Regions from separate parts of the Mus musculus genome. Here all the other regions are linked to region 3. A link is a contact called in public ChIA-PET, HiChIP or PLAC-seq and promoter capture Hi-C data. All regions are on one chromosome and are shown on one strand. Each heading gives the region's core, a stretch centred on a gene start, on an enhancer-like site or on the middle of the called end of the contact. The rest is flanking DNA. Distances are from core to core; before and after follow the strand shown.

What was found. Promoter capture Hi-C pulls out the DNA fragments that hold promoters and counts their contacts. ChIA-PET counts read pairs in DNA pulled down with a chosen protein or histone mark. HiChIP or PLAC-seq counts read pairs in DNA pulled down with a chosen protein or histone mark.
Region 1: an H3K4me3 HiChIP or PLAC-seq map of embryonic midbrain shows a contact between it and region 3, with 4 times the contacts expected there. The contact joins the enhancer-like site here to the promoter of Trim44 in region 3. A contact is called at or near these places in 6 of 39 promoter capture datasets (3T3-L1-derived adipocytes, cranial neural crest, hippocampal neurons and 3 more), 1 of 484 Hi-C or Micro-C datasets (CD4 T cells), 7 of 115 datasets of contacts at active chromatin or transcription factors (astrocytes, bone marrow-derived macrophages, embryonic basal ganglia and 4 more) and 3 of 9 other capture datasets (adipose tissue, liver and pancreatic islet).
Region 2: a contact with region 3 is called in an HNF4G HiChIP or PLAC-seq map of pancreatic cancer cells. The contact joins the enhancer-like site here to the promoter of Trim44 in region 3. A contact is called at or near these places in 10 of 39 promoter capture datasets (the 3T3-L1 cell line, 3T3-L1-derived adipocytes, the C10 cell line and 5 more), 3 of 484 Hi-C or Micro-C datasets (the C10 cell line, CD8 T cells and pre-B cells), 9 of 115 datasets of contacts at active chromatin or transcription factors (bone marrow-derived macrophages, double positive thymocytes, embryonic basal ganglia and 6 more) and 1 of 9 other capture datasets (embryonic stem cells).
Region 4: a promoter capture Hi-C map of hippocampal neurons shows a contact between it and region 3, with 3 times the contacts expected there. The contact joins the enhancer-like site here to the promoter of Trim44 in region 3. A contact is called at or near these places in 7 of 39 promoter capture datasets (3T3-L1-derived adipocytes, the HPC-7 cell line, cranial neural crest and 4 more), 3 of 484 Hi-C or Micro-C datasets (CD4 T cells, CD8 T cells and cerebral cortex), 8 of 115 datasets of contacts at active chromatin or transcription factors (astrocytes, cardiomyocytes, embryonic basal ganglia and 5 more) and 2 of 9 other capture datasets (liver and pancreatic islet).
Region 5: a contact with region 3 is called in an HNF4G HiChIP or PLAC-seq map of pancreatic cancer cells. The contact joins the enhancer-like site here to the promoter of Trim44 in region 3. A contact is called at or near these places in 10 of 39 promoter capture datasets (the 3T3-L1 cell line, the C10 cell line, the HPC-7 cell line and 4 more), 1 of 15 datasets of contacts at CTCF or cohesin (pro-B cells), 10 of 484 Hi-C or Micro-C datasets (the C10 cell line, CD8 T cells, the G1E-ER4 cell line and 7 more) and 12 of 115 datasets of contacts at active chromatin or transcription factors (bone marrow-derived macrophages, double positive thymocytes, embryonic basal ganglia and 8 more).
Region 6: an RNA polymerase II ChIA-PET map of memory CD8 T cells shows a contact between it and region 3, with 12 read pairs. The contact joins the promoter of Cd44 here to the promoter of Trim44 in region 3. A contact is called at or near these places in 2 of 115 datasets of contacts at active chromatin or transcription factors (memory CD8 T cells and pancreatic cancer cells).

The regions. Positions count from the first base shown.
Region 1 is chr2:102,002,025-102,004,724 of GRCm38.p6, reverse strand. The region is part of intron 4 of Ldlrad3 (low density lipoprotein receptor class A domain containing 3); the gene reads left to right. The region is part of intron 1 of Gm39888 (a long non-coding RNA gene); the gene reads right to left. Among named protein-coding and RNA genes, the nearest start is that of Gm39888, 11 kb to the right of the region's middle. Within about 2 kb of position 1,269, at least 77 of the 459 cell types and tissues checked have an H3K27ac peak or open chromatin away from gene starts, as enhancers often do. A contact at or near this core is called in astrocytes, embryonic basal ganglia and forebrain, where this site is marked.
Region 2 is chr2:102,051,686-102,054,385 of GRCm38.p6, reverse strand. All of the region lies in intron 4 of Ldlrad3 (low density lipoprotein receptor class A domain containing 3), which reads left to right. Among named protein-coding and RNA genes, the nearest start is that of Gm39888, 61 kb to the right of the region's middle. Within about 2 kb of position 1,250, at least 94 of the 459 cell types and tissues checked have an H3K27ac peak or open chromatin away from gene starts, as enhancers often do. A contact at or near this core is called in bone marrow-derived macrophages, double positive thymocytes, forebrain and 2 more, where this site is marked.
Region 3 is chr2:102,399,567-102,402,266 of GRCm38.p6, reverse strand. It overlaps Trim44 (tripartite motif-containing 44), which reads left to right and starts at 1,367. Exons shown (of 5, transcript NM_020267.2): 1 at 1,367-2,254. The coding sequence starts at 1,583.
Region 4 is chr2:101,982,336-101,985,035 of GRCm38.p6, reverse strand. All of the region lies in intron 4 of Ldlrad3 (low density lipoprotein receptor class A domain containing 3), which reads left to right. Among named protein-coding and RNA genes, the nearest start is that of Gm39888, 8.2 kb to the left of the region's middle. Within about 2 kb of position 1,320, at least 105 of the 459 cell types and tissues checked have an H3K27ac peak or open chromatin away from gene starts, as enhancers often do. A contact at or near this core is called in 3T3-L1-derived adipocytes, astrocytes, cerebral cortex and 3 more, where this site is marked.
Region 5 is chr2:102,032,930-102,035,629 of GRCm38.p6, reverse strand. All of the region lies in intron 4 of Ldlrad3 (low density lipoprotein receptor class A domain containing 3), which reads left to right. Among named protein-coding and RNA genes, the nearest start is that of Gm39888, 42 kb to the right of the region's middle. Within about 2 kb of position 1,254, at least 72 of the 459 cell types and tissues checked have an H3K27ac peak or open chromatin away from gene starts, as enhancers often do. A contact at or near this core is called in CD8 T cells, the G1E-ER4 cell line, the HPC-7 cell line and 6 more, where this site is marked.
Region 6 is chr2:102,900,216-102,902,915 of GRCm38.p6, reverse strand. It overlaps Cd44 (CD44 antigen), which reads left to right and starts at 1,251. Exons shown (of 9, transcript NM_001039151.1): 1 at 1,251-1,648. The coding sequence starts at 1,570.

The DNA of each region.
Region 1 (2,700 bases), core at 20-2,519, 400 kb after region 3:
GGATAGATGACAGATGATGGATGGATGAATAGATGGATGACAAATGATGATACATAAATATATTAGTGGGTGGATAGATGGATGGATGGATGGATGGATGGACGGATGGATGCAGTTTGACAGTTCCAAGGAACAACTCCATTTTCATGCCAGGACTTAACCAGCTCCTCTAGTTGAAGAGGTAAGGTGGATACCATAGAAGATGTGTCCATCCAGGGCTTCACACCGGGGAAATTTTGTTTTGCCAGTAAGTATAGTCACTGTGGCAATGCAGCCCCTAAGTAGAGTAACAGGGGCAAGTGTAGGTTATCCGAGGACACAAGCCTATACTCCAACCAGCTTTGTATAACCCACTATATGTAATGCATCATAGGTGCTCATTAAATGTTTAAATGAATGAAACGTGTCAGTTAACATAGGCTCTCTGGAAATACATTAACATCTATCAAGAGTTCGGCAGTCTACAGATTTTGAAATATCCAAAAATAATCACCCCTGGAGAGATCTCCGTAAATCAGCAATGAAAGAGCTAAGAGAAAACTATAAATCATTCCATTACTGTTTCATACGTTTCCAAGTAAGTGATTTTGGAAGCATGAGTGGTGCATAAGCTGTATTTAGCCTTGGTGTGCTAAGCAAATTTGAACCAAATATAAATCCTGGCATGATATTTTTAATCCCCATGGGGAGGGACAGGACGCTGGAGGAGAGTTGAGAGAGCATCCAAGCTATTTGGGAAAGTTTAATCTACATTTTTAGAAAGATGCAGTTTGAAGAATTAGAATATCAATCACCCCCACTGGTGGGATTCTTCATCTAAGGAGAAGTGACAGCAGCCCCAGCGTTCCTCGAGTCTCTTCAGATCACATTATTAATATGGGTTTTGTCGCCCTGTGAGCCATGTGTGAGCTTTCTTGGCATATGTCCCTGTCCTTCGTCTCCTTATTTACAGCTTGCAGTAGACTTGTTGAGTGTGAAGCAAGAACCCAGACAGAATGTTAATGCAGACAAATGACATGTGAGCCGGTGACATCTTGGGGCTTGGGTGCACATCACTGAGAGAGGCCCAGTCAGCTGTGGCCATGCTCTGGCATTAGCTTTGATTTGCTCCGCATTGCATGAAGAATGAAGTCTCAGCTGTGAGCATCTCAGACAGGAGCTGATGATGGCCCTTAAATCTATCCTTCCCCACCGGAGACTGACTTAATTAGCCAGGGCGCTGAGCTTAACTAATGGTGGGGCCCGGTGAATGCTTGATTTGCAATGGAAATTCAGGTTGGCATGGAGTCTCGGTGTTAAGAATGCATTGGTGAGTTTTGCAGCAGTTCCCCAGCCCCTTCTCACAAGTCTTCCTTCCTGGAATATTTCAAATTCTGAGACAGCCTTGTCCTTAGAACTGGATCCTATCCACCAGCCTCAGCGGTTGTGATATTTAGCAGGACAGATATAGACAGACTTGAGAGGCCAAACAGCTTCTTCCTCCTCAGACAGATGAAACAAAGACCAGCTCACTGCCTGGCTTTGTGTGTCTGTCTGCAAGGGTGTTTGGTATCAGGGGAAAATTCCAGGAGCTAAATCCAGGGGCAGAAAAAGCAGTGCAGCTGCATTAGGCAGGAAGCCAGTGATCTGGGATCAGGAAAGGGGTCTGGGATGATGGAAGCCTCAAGATAAGCAGTTTTGGTTGGATGCCAGCACGGGCAGTTGCCTGCTTTAATGTCTGGATAAGAACTTGCTTGTAATTGGTAGATGGATTGCGTGGATGGAGATGGAGCATGAAAATAATCTATTCCCTTCCCTCAATTAAACATCCCCCCCTTCTTTGTCATTCCGACTGCTCAGCTGACCCAGCCTCCTGATCGCCAGCACAAGAGCAGCTCATATCCCTGCGGGGTGGGGATTCGTTTCTGGGATCCATATCAAAGTGCTTGCCCTGACTTCCCTACCTATGATGTGTGGCAGGGTAAGTAACATACACAGTGTGGATAAGTGGGTTTGGGGAGATGCGGATCCGAGATACCAAGTTGTAGGTGGGCACCTTTTAAGTCTCATTTCCGTCCAGTTTCTTCCTTTCCTATCCATGTACTGACGTGCCCACTTGACCACTTCCTCATGCACTGATGGTGGCTTCCTAAAGAGTGGTGTGTGTACAGCGATGGGGATTGGGCTTCAAGTAGGGTTTTTTTTTTCCTTTAGAAAAGAAAATGAAAGATAGATAAGAGGAGCTAGTTCAGCAAGCAAAAGCGCTTGCTCTGCAGCCTGCCAACTTCAGCTCAATCCCCAGGATCCGAATAAGGGAGAAGGAGAGAACTGAATCCACAGCATTTGTTCAGAAATGCTTGATACTTGGTGGCTGGGTTGGCAAGGGATGGTGTTTGCAGTATAAGTGCAGTATATTAAGATGACCGACAGCTAAGAGGGGAAGGCTTGGAGTACTGGACAAGACATGTGGACTCCACACCACAGAAATTTCTGTTTGTTGGGTCAGCAGTGGCTGCTCACCTCCGTGCCCTTGCCCTGGTCTTGCTTCACTGGCTTACAGAAATAGACACCAAGAGCTTCTGGGAGAAGAGAGACATCAGTGATAGGACTGGGTAAAGACATTGCTTCTGCCACTTCCCCTAGTGAGACTTTGGGTTACTTAAGAACTGACAGTGTGACTGAGTCTATGAATATCAGCAACTATCCATCTTGGAGCTTCTC
Region 2 (2,700 bases), core at 1-2,500, 350 kb after region 3:
TGGTTTGACTAGTCCCTCCCTCCCTCCTGTCTAGAAAAATGCATAAAATTGACTATCTTAACTTTTGAAAGTACTTTTTAAAGTTCAGTGGCAGAAATTACTCTTTCCATTATGCAGCCAATTGCTAGAACTTTCACATCTTGAAATTCTGAATGCACTTAAGAAACAAAGAAAAAAAGTGTTCCCTCTCTGCTCCACCCCATAACCCTGGTAACTGCTTTTCCACTTTCTATCTTGGTTGCTTTGGAGGTTTTGGGGACTTGTAGAGGAGAATCAAATATCGTGACTTTATTGTAAGATGCTTAGTTCAACTTAGCATGTCATCAAGTTCATCTATTTTATAACATGTAGGCAATTTCCTTCCTGTGAAAGACTGAATAATATTCCATTTTATTGTTGATATATCACGTTTGATTTCTCTGTCAGCAAACACGTTTGGCCCCTCCCCCCTTTGACTATTGTGAATACTGCTGTGTGAGAACATATGTACAAATTATGACCTGGTTTTAAGCAAAAGAAATTCAGCAAACAGGTTGGGTGTCATTTCTAGGAACAGGCCATGAATAGATAGCCCTTCCCTCTCACTCTGTGTTGCTTGCTCTGACAAAAGCCACTTTCCATGTTGTGAGTTGCAGTGTTGCAGAGACTGCTGGGACAGGGAGCCGAGGAAGGACTCTGACGTAAAGCCAGGAAGGAATTGAGGCCCACCAGCGGCCTCAGGTGAGGCTGGAGGGAGAGCCTCCTCTCAAGGAGGCTCCAGTGGTTTCGTATTCTAGTCCCAGGTCATGGTGACCAGTCAGGGCTTTGGGAGGGACCATAAGGACTTTATAGGGAGAGAACATTCTGGGGTTCAAGCTTGGTGTCAGGGACCTTTGTCCCATTCACGTGGTTCTGCTCTGTTCTAACCCCTCCCCCTTCACCCCAGGACCTTGTGCTCTTCTGGCCCACTTTCTCGATGAAGAACTAAAGACTACTTAGACCAAGTGCATACTGCAAGTGAGTAGGGAGCTAAGGTGTGAACTTGAGTTGAGGCAGTGCTCCTTCTCCTGACCCTGCCCACACCACCCTGTCCGCCTCTGCCCTCTGGTACTCTGGAACTCCAGGAAGCAGTCTAGCCCGAGCTGCAGAGAGCTAAATGGAAGGGGGAACTGTGATCCAGGGGAAGGGCACGGTCCTCCTCTTGGCTCTCACATGTATGCTTCCTCAAGGATAGTACCACACTGATGAGCTGGCTCTCCACCCCTCGAGCATTTTCGAAGTGTGTTCTGCCAGTGAGTCACCCTAGCAGGGAGTTGGTTGGCAGTGTTGCGCCTGCCAGAGCAGCTTCCTTTCCTTGCTGTGCTCTGGCGATAAGACTTCAGGAGAATGGCAGGCTGTGAGAGCTTTGGCACCTTACCAGAGCCAGAAATGATGCTTTGTGCTGTTTCTTTTGCAGGTCTGTGTGTGTGTGTGTGTGTGTGTGTGTGTGTGTGTGTGTGTGTGTGTGTGTGCGCGCGCGCGCGCGCGCACGAGCCTGTGTGCGTGTCAGGGAGGGACAGAGAGAGTTGGAACTTAGAAATTACATACTAGGATCTTGCTCTCTTTTTGAGTTACATTTTTTTCTCCTCAAAATTCATTTCTCACAATCTGGACCCTGCCTCCAGGTCCACAGAACATGTCCATATTTAAGAGCAGGGTCCTTGACGATATAATTAGTAGGAAGAGGTCCCATTAGGATAGGGTGGGCCGCTGATGTGACCGTGTCTTTATTGTAGTGGGATTTGGGGTCTCAGAAACACACACTCAGGGAGAACATTGTATGACATAAAAACAGAAGAGGAGGATGCCTGCAGCACAGATGGCCAAGAAACCACAGATGGCCAGGGAGGGATGTGGAACCGACTGTCCTCACAGCCCTCAGAGGAAAGCCCTCGGCCAGCACCTTAATCTTGGACTTATGGTCTCCCACATTGTGAGACAATAGATTTTTACTGATGAACACCCCACCCCACAAGTCGGCCTTACCATAACAAACTGATATACCATTACCATAAGTCCTACCCAACCAACTTCTTCAGCCCCCAAGAAATGACCCCTAATTAAAGCATAGCCACACCTTCTGTGGGACACCAGATGTGGTGACAGAAATGTGAAGGTCTGGAGAGTCATCAGACAGGCCAAGTGACATGACCCTGAGGAGACGGGAGGTCCTGGGGCTGCTGAGAAAAGCTCTCTGGGGAGAGCACTGGTCTTGCCTCTGTGTGGGGGTGGTAGACTATGCTGAGCTTGAGGGACGCCTCTCATCTTGTATTTCAAGGGTCTCGTTTTCTATATCCGTGCTCCCCTTAGCTCCAGGCTTCTTAGCTCAGTCCCAAGTGGCTCTGTATAAAGTCACCCACCCCCTTTCAGACCCCTGGGACCTTGCACTTGTTTCTTAGCCCTCTCTAGGCCTCCTCTAGTTCTCTTCTGCTCCTGTGATAAGCACAACGCAAAGGAAGAAAGGGTTTATTTCATCTTACATCTGCAGGTCCATCTTTGAGGGAAGTCAGGGCAGGATCCTGAAGTAGAAACCATTGGCTTGTTCTCATGGTTCACCCTAAGAGCTGTCATTTGGCTAATGGTGAAATTTAGAGCTTGGTATTTGTCCCATGGGCCACCTCCACTGTCCACCATGTGGTAGACTGAATTATCATTCTCAGTTCTTTGCTCTTTAAGAGCCTT
Region 3 (2,700 bases), core at 118-2,617:
CTAAGTCGAAGGTACTAGCCTCCAACTAAGAGACCCACTGGTCTCTGCCTCGCAAGTGCTTGAGAGTGTGCATCACATGCCTAGCTATTTTCCATTCTGTAATCCACTTTCCTCTGCCCCACTAGAGCAAAATGTCCTCCTTTCTCTCTCAAATACATTTTTTTTTCTGTTACTGGAGAGACAACCATAGATGGTAGAGAAGGGGATGGCTACATTACCAGCAGCCCACCAAAAATGTCTTATGTTTAAGGTATGAAATGACCTTTGAAGTGTCATTGTCAGCATTATAAATTATGCTAAAATTAATAAAGCTTACTGATCACTTCTGTACAGACTCCTTTACATTTAATCCACAAATCCCCACGAAGGAGATATTGCTATTATTTCTATTTTACAGAGTTTGGTGTTTTTTGTTTGTTTGTTGTTGTTGTCTTTGGGGGGGGGTGGTTTTTAAAACAGAAAGATGAAGTAATTTGTCCATGATTACCAAACCTAAGTGGTGGCCTTAGGATTTGGGGACTCTAGTGGATAAAGTTCTAAAATCAGGCTTTGAAAACACCACAAGAAGATCTAGCACGGTCTGGGGCACTTTAACATTGTTTAATGTGTATCAACCGCTTTCCTTTCTCTTGGTGTCGGCTTGGAATCTAGAGTGACCAGTTAGTGACTGGGAGTTGGCATCTCACTTCAAAACTATGATCCCCCTCACCTCCCTTCACCTGACACAGCTATTACTCAGAGATTCTGAACCCCTAGGAGGCCGGGATGCAAATAGACTTTGCAAACACACAAGGCACAGTATTGCTTTGGATCAAAAATGTTGCGTGTTTGCTCAGTCAGACTGAGACCTCAGTAGCCTAGAAGAACACACACAGCCCTTTTGGGGGCTTTATGGAAATCCCAGGCGGGCAGGTTCGGTGTGATAAAGAGCCTTGGGGCCTTGGCCCCTTGAAAATCCGGGGGCTGTGATGGGGCGGGGACAGTGTCTCCAGAGTGACATAAGTCCGCAGGGACCGCAGGCTAGTGGTTTTCGGTCAGGTTGACACCTCCAGGGAGGGCGTGGGAGAGGCGGGGCCCGTCGCCCTGCTCTGCGAGGAGAGATTGCGCTCGAGCTTCTCCTTCCGGGGGGGATGCTCAGCCCCGCGGGAAAACGCAGAAAAGGGTCCTTGCCGCTTTAAGTGACTCAGGAAGTGAAAGGAGGCCGCTGACGGCGTGGGTAAAGTGGAACCGGGGCGGCGTGGGCCCGCGGCGGCCGCGATCTTGCCGGGCAACGGAGGCCGGGTTGCGCGGCGCAGGGGCCGACGGGGCGCAGGCTGCCGCGCCGGAAGTGGCGCGCGAGGGACGGGGCGCGGGCGCGGCGCGCGGCGAAGAGACCGAGCGGGCGCCAGGCCCAGCGCTGACGGCTGGCCGGGCCCTCAGGCCTCAGCAGCTGCAGACGCGGCGCGGCGCAGCGCAGCGGCGCGGCCCAGGCGGGGCGGCCGGCCAGACCCCGGGGGTAAGCGGGCCTGCGTGAGGAAGGCGCTCCGCGCTGAAGGCGGAGAGCACGCCAGCCGCTAGGCCTCGGCCTCGTCCCTGCAGCCACATGGCCTCCGGAGTGGGCGCGGCCTGCGAGGAGCTGCCTCCCGACGGCACGTGTGACGAGTGCGAACCCGACGAGGCGCCCGGGGCGGAGGAGGTGTGCCGCGACTGCGGCTTCTGCTACTGCCGCCGCCACGCCGACGCGCATCGCCAGAAGTTCCTCAGCCACCGCCTGGCTGCCTACGTCCATGGCGCCCAGGCCTGGACTCCGCCGGCCAGCGGGGGAGACGACGCGCTCCCCGAAGACGGCGAGGCCAAAGGGGAGGCCGAGGGGGAGGTAGAGAGCGAGGTCGGGGAAGAAGAGAGCGAGACGGAGGTAGACAGTGAGTCGGAAGAAGAGAGCGAGACCGAGGAAGACAGTGAGGATGAGAGTGACGAGGAGAGTGAAGAAGACAGCGAGGAAGAGATGGAGGATGAGCAGGAGAGCGAGGCGGAGGAAGACAACCAAGAAGGGGAATCAGAGGCAGAAGGAGAAACTGAGGCAGAAAGCGAATTTGACCCCGAAATAGAGATGGAAGCGGAGAGAGTGGCCAAGAGGAAGTGTCCAGACCATGGGCTGGATTTGAGCACCTATTGTCAGGAAGATAGGCAGCTCATCTGTGTCCTGTGTCCAGTCATTGGGGCTCACCGGGGCCACCAGCTGTCCACGCTGGACGAAGCCTTCGAAGAACTGAGAGTGAGTATCGGGCATTCAGACATGTCTAAGGGGAACAGGATCCCCGATTTCAGATAGCCTAGCTGTGACCACATTCATTTTCATGTATCAACAAGACGAGTCGCCATGTTGGAAGCCGTGCCTAGTCTACCATTTTGGTTGAAATTGTCAAGTTGTCAGTTCTCATCTGTGAACATACAAGAACACAGAAAATCTTGAGTATAGTTTCTGACAGTTTGCAAATTACTTCTCCCTGGAATTCAGATAGGCCATTCCTTGAGAACTGTGACGCCATTTAGGCCCATTTCTATACATGATCACCGTTGTTAGGATAAGTGTTTTGACTTAGGGCTCTTGCTATGGTAACTCAGCCCACTTGGAAAACATGAGAAAGAAACGGTGATTTTGACAAAACCAAGGAGCTGGTTCCTCTAGTAGAAGACTCGGAAAGTGGCGGTACAGGTGTT
Region 4 (2,700 bases), core at 71-2,570, 420 kb after region 3:
ACCACATTCCAACAAGGTATCAGTTTCATGATGATTTTATAGTTTGGCAGTAATCGTAACTCAGAACAACTTTTTTACACATTTAGGTATTTTACATGTGTGCGTGCACATGGTACCTCTGAAGGCTAGAAGAGGGCATCAGATCTTTAGAGTCATGGAATTCCTGAGCCACCATGTGGGTGCTGGGAGTTGAGCCATAGTCCTCTAGAACAGTGCTTCCTAATCTTTCTAAACGCTGTGACCCTTTAATAGGGTTCCTTATGCTGTGATGACCCACAACCATAAAATTATGTTGTTGCTAATTTATTAGTGTAATTTTGCTACTATTATGGAACATAAATGTAATTATCTGTGTTTTCCCTTGGTCTTAGGCTACCTCTTCATAAGGGTCCTTCTACTACTCCAGAGGGGTCACGACCCACACAGGTTAAAAGCCACTGCTCTAGACTAGCTGCCAGTGCATTTCCCACTGAGTAGTCTCTCCAGCTCTCTGGATATCCTTTAAATACACCGGTGGACCATCAAGGAGGCAGTTAGACAGCAAGCCGGGCTAATCGCAATTTAGCTTTGGGCTTTTGGAAGACTGGGGTCTGTTCATAAATTCCAAATGGATTTATGCAATAGTCACAAGGATCTTAGTCACACACAGAGGTAGGCAATACATGGCTCTCTAGGTGAGCTAAACATACCCAGTATACTTTGACTTTGTGCCTAGAACATTCCAAATCTCCATGATCATTGAAATTGTAAACAGTCAGTCCTGCGGTGTCTAATGTAGGTACAACTTTTCCTGGGAATTTCACTTGATTGACACGTAACGGCTTAAAGTACACAGCAGAGGAGGCTGACAAAGCTGGAGGCGAGGTTGCCTCTGGATTCATGAGAGATACATAGGATACTAAAAAAAAATGTTCTCCCAGAAGTAAAGTCTTGAAGCTATACTACTAGACTATGAGTCACTCATAATGCCTCCTTGCCAGAGATAACAAAAGCAATGGGTATCAAGAGTATATGTAACCAGGAACTTAAGGAGCATGCGCATGCCGAGGGCAGGGATGGTGATGAGTGTCAGCTAAATCCTCATCTTCCACAGTGGGGAGACAGTGGGTAATTCCTAACAAGGGTGAATCAAAGAGAAGCAATATAAGCTAAGTACTTAGAGACAGCCTAAGATCCATCTCACTAAAATTGGGGGAAATGTTTGCTTCTAGAGAGAGTCAGAGAATGTTGTTAACTTTCATCAAGCTCCACACAGCTCTTAGTCTCTTTAAATTGTGCACACATGTGACTTGTTTAAAAAAAAAAAAAAAAAGAATCCCAAAAATGCGCTGGTGAGAGCCAGGGCCACAGGCTGAGGCCACGCGCACACTGAGCTGTGCGAGAAACGGCTCTTTCAAGTATTCTCAGCCATGCAACAGATGGTCTGGGCGCGCCGAACCTCTCTGCACCCAGCTCTCGGCTTTGGAGCCTCTGCAGCAGTGGAAGGACAGATGCAGGGGTGACATTTCAGAAGCCTGTGACCTGACTTTTTTTTTCTCTGCAGAGTAACTGCAGAATGAGCCATTTATTGAAAAATCTTATTCTGAACATTTTGGTCAACCACAAAGCTGAGGAGGCGGCAGAGGTGCCATCCCAATGGGTCCGGGTCACATGCAGGCATCACAAGGGCCCTTTGTGGGCTAAGCTATAATGTAACCCAGGTCTTCAAAGCAAAGCCACATGGTGCCTATCTGAGGAGCCAGATAGGATCGATTCTCTTTTCTCCTGCTCTCTCAGACGGCTGGGATTCAATCCAGGGGTGTGGGTGGCAACACAGTCCTCTCCAAGCTGCAAATGCAGACTGTGTTTCCTAAACCAGCTGCCTGGCACCCTGTGGTGGATTAGCAGCGCCCCCTTTCCTAGATGAGGTCTCAGGCTTGTGGCCAGCTACCAAGACTGCAGAGCTCCCACTACGATCTCTGTCTGGTGCCTCTGAGCATTGACTGTGCAACCAGACCAAACTGCATTCATAGGCCCAACTTGATACTTAGCAAGCCTCTGTTCTTTCTTCTTTAAAATGGGGTGAGGCTGCATCCCTGGGGTTGTGGTGAACATCCTGTGAGCTGATGTGCATGTGTTTCTGATCCCAGCATCTGCGCCCAGTGGCAACTGGGTTGGGCAGAAAATTGTTACTTCCTTGCTTTAAAACCTCCATACCCTGTGTCTCCTTTGGGGTCCACTTCCTTCTTGCCTGGCCACTCTCTTTCTGCTAGAACTCATGTCACATTCAGCCATCAGAGAGTTTTACTCCCAAATATTGCTTTTATCCCTGCCCATCCCTGCTGGGGAACGCTCTGGGGTTATAAGACTAAATTCTACAGCCTGTTATTTAAGACCCGGTACCACTACCTCTTGCCTTTTCTCTATCTACTGTGTCCAAGCAGGAACCTTCTTTTCTCTTCCACGTAAGTCGCTGCTGCCTCTGCCTGCTGCTTACTGTCATAGTCCCCTCCCCCAAAGTCCTCTTTAAAGTATCACTTAAGAACTGGCGTGGAATAAGACCCACTTTCTTCAAAAGCTTCCATGACACTTCCACCTTATTCAGGCCTTTCTACCTCCATGGCTTTTCTCGCTAAAGTCAGCTCAGGCCTCTTGCAGTTTCCCTGGCCAGCAAAGCCCCTGTGCGCTGTGGCAAAGGTCTTCAGGATCTGCAACACTGGT
Region 5 (2,700 bases), core at 5-2,504, 370 kb after region 3:
CAGCTGCCATAAACCAGGCCCACGTCTGTGAAGCCAGCACCCAGGAGATGGAGGCAAGAGCGTCAGAAGTTCAAGGTCTTTCTTGGCCACATAGGGAGTTCAAGGTTGGCATGGTTACATGATACCCTATCTCAGAAAAACCCAAAAATGAGTAAAGGCTAGATTCCTGAATGTTTCTCATCCTGATCTGAACAAAGAAGACACAAACAGCCATTAGGAGCTAAATATATAGGTCTTAAGGAATATCTTTATTTTATGATTTATTTGTATTCATTAAACATTAACAAGACTGCAAGCTTGCCTATGGATCTGGGATGGCTGAGCGGAGGTTTGAAAGACGGTCAGCTGTGAATAATTTATTCTGAAAATCACAGAAAATAAAGTAGCACTTGGGAGGAGGAGATTTTGCACTGATATGTTTGGATTTATACAGTACATGCTGTCTAATCCTGGGAGAGTTCCTTTCATATCTCTCTCTGTGCCTTCGTTTCCCCATATGTAAGAGAAAAGTGAACTAGCCTCAGTTATTATGAGAATAAAAAGCTTAACAACAATCTTGAATTCAAGAATAAGGCCAGGGCCAGGCGGTGGTGGCTCGTGCCTTTAATCCCAGCACTTGGGAGGCAGAGACAGGCCGATTTCTGAGTTCAAGACCAGCTTGGTCTACAAAGTGAGTTTCAGGACAGCCAGCCAGGGCTATACAGAGAAACCCTGTTTCAAAAAACCAAAAAAAAAAAAAAAAAAAAAAAGAAAGAAAAGAAAAAGCATAAGGCCAGATGCCTTAGATGCCTTATTATGCCATAAACTCAGGCCACGTCCCCGTTTGCCTGGAGATGCTTAGGCTTCGGACGTGCTCTATGGCCTCACATCAGAAGTAGCAGTAGCAACAGCAGCATTGAGATAATAAATTGGTGACGGTGCCTCGACTTCTAACCACATCTGAGTCACCACGCTGGCTTCTTAATTAGGTCGCCCACTTGCGCCTTGTCTGACTCATAGCCGTCCATATAACTTGCCTTCTCTTTACACATTGGGGTGCTTAGGTTCAGAAGGGTCACACCCTGCCCAAGATCACACAGCTTGTCACACATTCACGCTCATTCCAAAGCCCATGCTTGGACGCACTTGCCTGTCACGCTTACATTTTACATCTGCCTGCAGGTGTCTAAAGCACACACTTGCCTTGCTTTTGCTACCTCGAAGGTCTGGGTGGGGTGTTTTAGTGCCCTTCAAAAATATATCAGAATGTGTCCAGCTGTTTCCCCATGTGTTGGAGGAAGGAGAAGTATCCGAGGTAGCAGAGAGCTGGAGTTCCTTGCTGTTACATATTGATAGCAGAAGGCTTTTTATTTAAAGGAAATTGAGACCAATTATATGGCTTGCAATTAAACTCAGAAAGGGAATTGAAAGATGGAGAATTAATTTCCTGTTTGTTTGTGATACAGTATCTAGGCAAACAGTTAATCAGCACTTGTATCAACACCCACCCCATAGGGCTCAGCCCTGTAAGTGCAGCCTCCTCTGCCTCCCCCGAGAACACTGGTCCATCTTACACAGTTAGCACTGCCTTGCTCGGCCTTGCTCTGTGCCAGGTGCTTGACAAATGCAGATTCCTAAGTCACCGTGCACAGATGCTCGGCTAGGGCCTGGGGGGTTGTGATGTCACAGAAATCATTACATCCTAAGAGCAGCAGCAGCAACACATAGCAGACACGTGTGGTCAGACTTACACAAAGAGCAGCTTCAGGTGTGATGGGCAGTAGTAGGCAGAGGCCAAGGTTGGCCCTGAGAGACCATGCTGGGCCTCCACTTTTATAACCAAATGAAGGACACGGAGGGCAAATGCCAAGTCCTGTGGAGCAAAACAGGCAGATTTGAGATTTCGCACAGGAGAGGTGATAAGACCTAGCAGTCTGCTTTGGAGGGAGAGAGAGGGAAGGATGGGGGAGGGAGCCCTGTCTTCAGATGCCCTGGTCACCATGGGGGAGAGGTTAAGTTCAAAGGTGCACTGTACAATTCTGGAGGCCTTCTATTCGCCTGTCCCTCTTGACTATGTCAAAGCCAGGGAGTCTGACTTGCAGGGGTGGTGGCTAAGGCTACTATGAACAGGAGCTGGTGTCTCGCTGCTTCTAAGAAGGCCAGAGGTATGAGGTCTGGAATTTCCTGTCAATACAGCCTTCATCTTCACATCCAGCATCCTGTGTCTCAGGCCAGAATGAAAATAACAAGGAGCCAGGAAGGGTCCCCAACCGTGCTGCAGACATGAGCCAACCCAGCCAGGAAGGGTCTCCAGCCATCCTGCGGACATGAGCCTACATCCAGCCAGGCTTGCCACAGGTCCACGGGGCTTTCTGGGCTTAGAGCCTGTAGATAATTCCCTTTTCTCAGTTCCCATCCCAAGTTCTATAAGCTCTGCCACCCCCTGCAGGTGGGTGTAAGCTGAGGTTGGGCACTTTGCCAGGACAGCAGCTGAGGCACAGAGTTCTGCCATATTTCCGTCACAGTGAGGCAGTTGGAGGCTGTGAAAGGAGGTACTTTGTGGTGGCAGGGACTTTTGTACCACCCTTGCCCCACCCCACAGTCTTCTCGCCTCCTTTGGGTCTTTGCTTGGTGAACTGTTTTAGGACCACTTTCTGCCAAAAGATGTTTCCTTTCCCAGCCTCCACCCACATTGGTTGATAGGATAACCATGGCTCGGCT
Region 6 (2,700 bases), core at 2-2,501, 500 kb before region 3:
AGCAGCCACTGGCTTGTGTGGGAGCTAGTGCCTAGACCAAACCAGGATTGCTTCTCTTGAAACCCTCTGGCACTCATTACGTGCTTGATGAATAAATGGATGGACAGGTGGCTGTGTACATTTCTCTCACTTTCTCAGTTTCTTTCAGTAAATCCCAAAATATCATTTTCCTTCAGAAATTCTGGCATGATTCATTCCGGGTCCTGCCCTGGCCATGCCTTCTGTGTTTCTCATTCAGCAAGAAGTCCACTCAGATTTAGTTCACATTAAAAATAAACAGAGCTTTTGATATCCAAATTGCAACTTGCAGGGTATTAGAGAAGATAGGGAATTGCAATTTTACATACGATTTTCCCCGATTTTCAGCCTTGAGATTTCTCCCTTGAAGACTATGGCAAATGTGCATCCCTCTTTGAAATGTATCAAGATGTAAAGGGGAATTTGAATGTATTAAAGTTTGCAGCAAAGAGAATATAAAATGTAAACAAGAAAGAACAGTTAAATGTGTGAGTGGATATGGGGATGGGTAGAATGAGAGACGGGAACCATGTATGTGCGTCGGGATGGATAGGAAATATGATGAACAGATATGAGCTGAGGAGGGGTGTGAAAAGGATTGAAAAGTTGTGCAGGTGGGCGAATACAAGAATTGGTGGGCAGGTGTAGTATGGCTAGATTAGTGCATTTGCAGAAGGAAGATGGGTGGACAGAGGAATGGATGGGTGGATTGTGAGTCCGAGAAGGATTTAAGAAATTGGTAGATATTTTGAGAGCATGAATGAAATGTGTTGAGCACCCTTGGGTTTTCCCCGGATCAAAGATCAGATGAGCGGTTTGGACTTCTCTCAGAGGGAAAGAGGAAAGAACACTCCCACAAGTTCCCCACTTTTCAGTCCCCACCCTGGCCAGGAAAGCACTCTCCACTAGGATGGATCTCTCCCTCTCCCTCTCTCTCTCTCTCTCTCTCTCTCTCTCTCTCTCTCCCTTCAGCCTCTTTCTTTCTTCAGTTCCTCCCTAAGATAAGTCCAGCTTCCTCAGCTTCCTGGGAAAACCAGTCTTTCCCTAGCCAGGTTCCCAAGTTTAGTGGCAAAGGAGAAACTGGAAGATTTAACTGAGAGGGGCGAGGTCTTAGAACTCAGTCATTCTCCTTGTCCCAGGCAGCGCTTCTCATAGGCTGGTAGGCTGGGCCAGGGTAGGAAGCCTGTGGAGTGGCCCTGGAGAACGTGGGCGCACGGGGGCTGGGGGGGGGAGGGGGGCGGCCATTCTCTTCTGTCCAAGAGAGCAGGGCAGGAGTGCAGGGGCAGTAGCGAAAGCAGGCTGGTGTGTCTTTAAACTTCCGTTGGCTGCTTAGTCACAGCCCCCTCGCTTTGGGTGTGTCCTTCGCGCGCTCCCTCCCTCTTAGGTCACTCACTCTTTCAAAGCCTGGAATAAAAACCACAGCCAACTTCCGAAGCGGTCTCATTGCCCAGCAGCCCCCAGCCAGTGACAGGTTCCATTCACCCTCGTTGCCCTTCTCCCCACGACCCTTTTCCAGAGGCGACTAGATCCCTCCGTTTCATCCAGCACGCCATGGACAAGTTTTGGTGGCACACAGCTTGGGGACTTTGCCTCTTGCAGTTGAGCCTGGCACATCCACATCAGCAGATCGGTGAGTGGCCCGCCACCGCGCCTGAGGACTCCAGCTGGATGCCTCTGGGTTGAATCGCCCTGGGGAGGGACTGTAGTGAATTGGGCTAGCAAAGCAAAGCTGGGATTTGGGGCTATGCTATTGGAAAGAGTTTACGCCTGGGAAGTGCTGCTTTGGTGAAAGGAAAAGAGAAAGGGAGAAGAAAGTTTGCTGGGCAAGTTGCCCGCAGATTTTGGGCGAGGTCCCCATGCTTGCTGGAGCACATGGCTCAAAAGTAACTGTACTCTTGGATGCCCGCAGCCTCTGTCCCGACTAACAGGCTCTGGTGCTCAAGGGCTCCCCAAGCCTGGCTAACTGTGGCTAGGCAGGTAGAGGCAGACACTGGAACAGACCTGTAGAGCACTCCCCAAGGTGTGCACATAGCTACAGGCCAGAGATTGGGCAATGAGCTTTTCAGAAAGGAGCCTTGAAAAGCTGAAGACAGTGGGTCCCAGCTTTGACTAGTTTTCGGGGCTCTTAAAGTCAGCTTTGGTCACCAACGGCTTTATTTTAGCTTGTGGGAGTTTGAACTGGTTTGTGTGAGGCTCTGAGTGGCCTAAAGGTTCCAACATGGACCAAGGAGGACACATAACCGGAGCAATAATTCGACCAGCCGCGCAGTGCTTGCAGTCTAGGCAAAGTCAAACAGCAACAGGGTTCATATTTGCTGCCTGGCAGCCTCAGAGCAGGAGGGGACCTGTATCAGGGTAACCTGTGAACTTTAGCGCAGTCCCTAATATCCCATCTAAATGTGGTTGGTGACTTTGGTGGCTGTGGAGAGGAGGAGCTTGGGCCAAATATCCAGTATGGCTCATTTTCAAGCGTCCCCCCTCCTTTATCTATATATGAACAGATAATTCCACGAAGGCTTTGGTTATCATCAGCATAGTTAAATTTTCTTTGAAGAAGTGCCAGCTAGGTCATTAAGTCAGCTCAGACTTCAGTGAGTTCCTCTCAACAAGAATTACTAAATCCAGTTCTGGGGGTAAGGGGTGCCAAACTGGGTTTTTTTTTCTTTTTAGACATGGTACGTT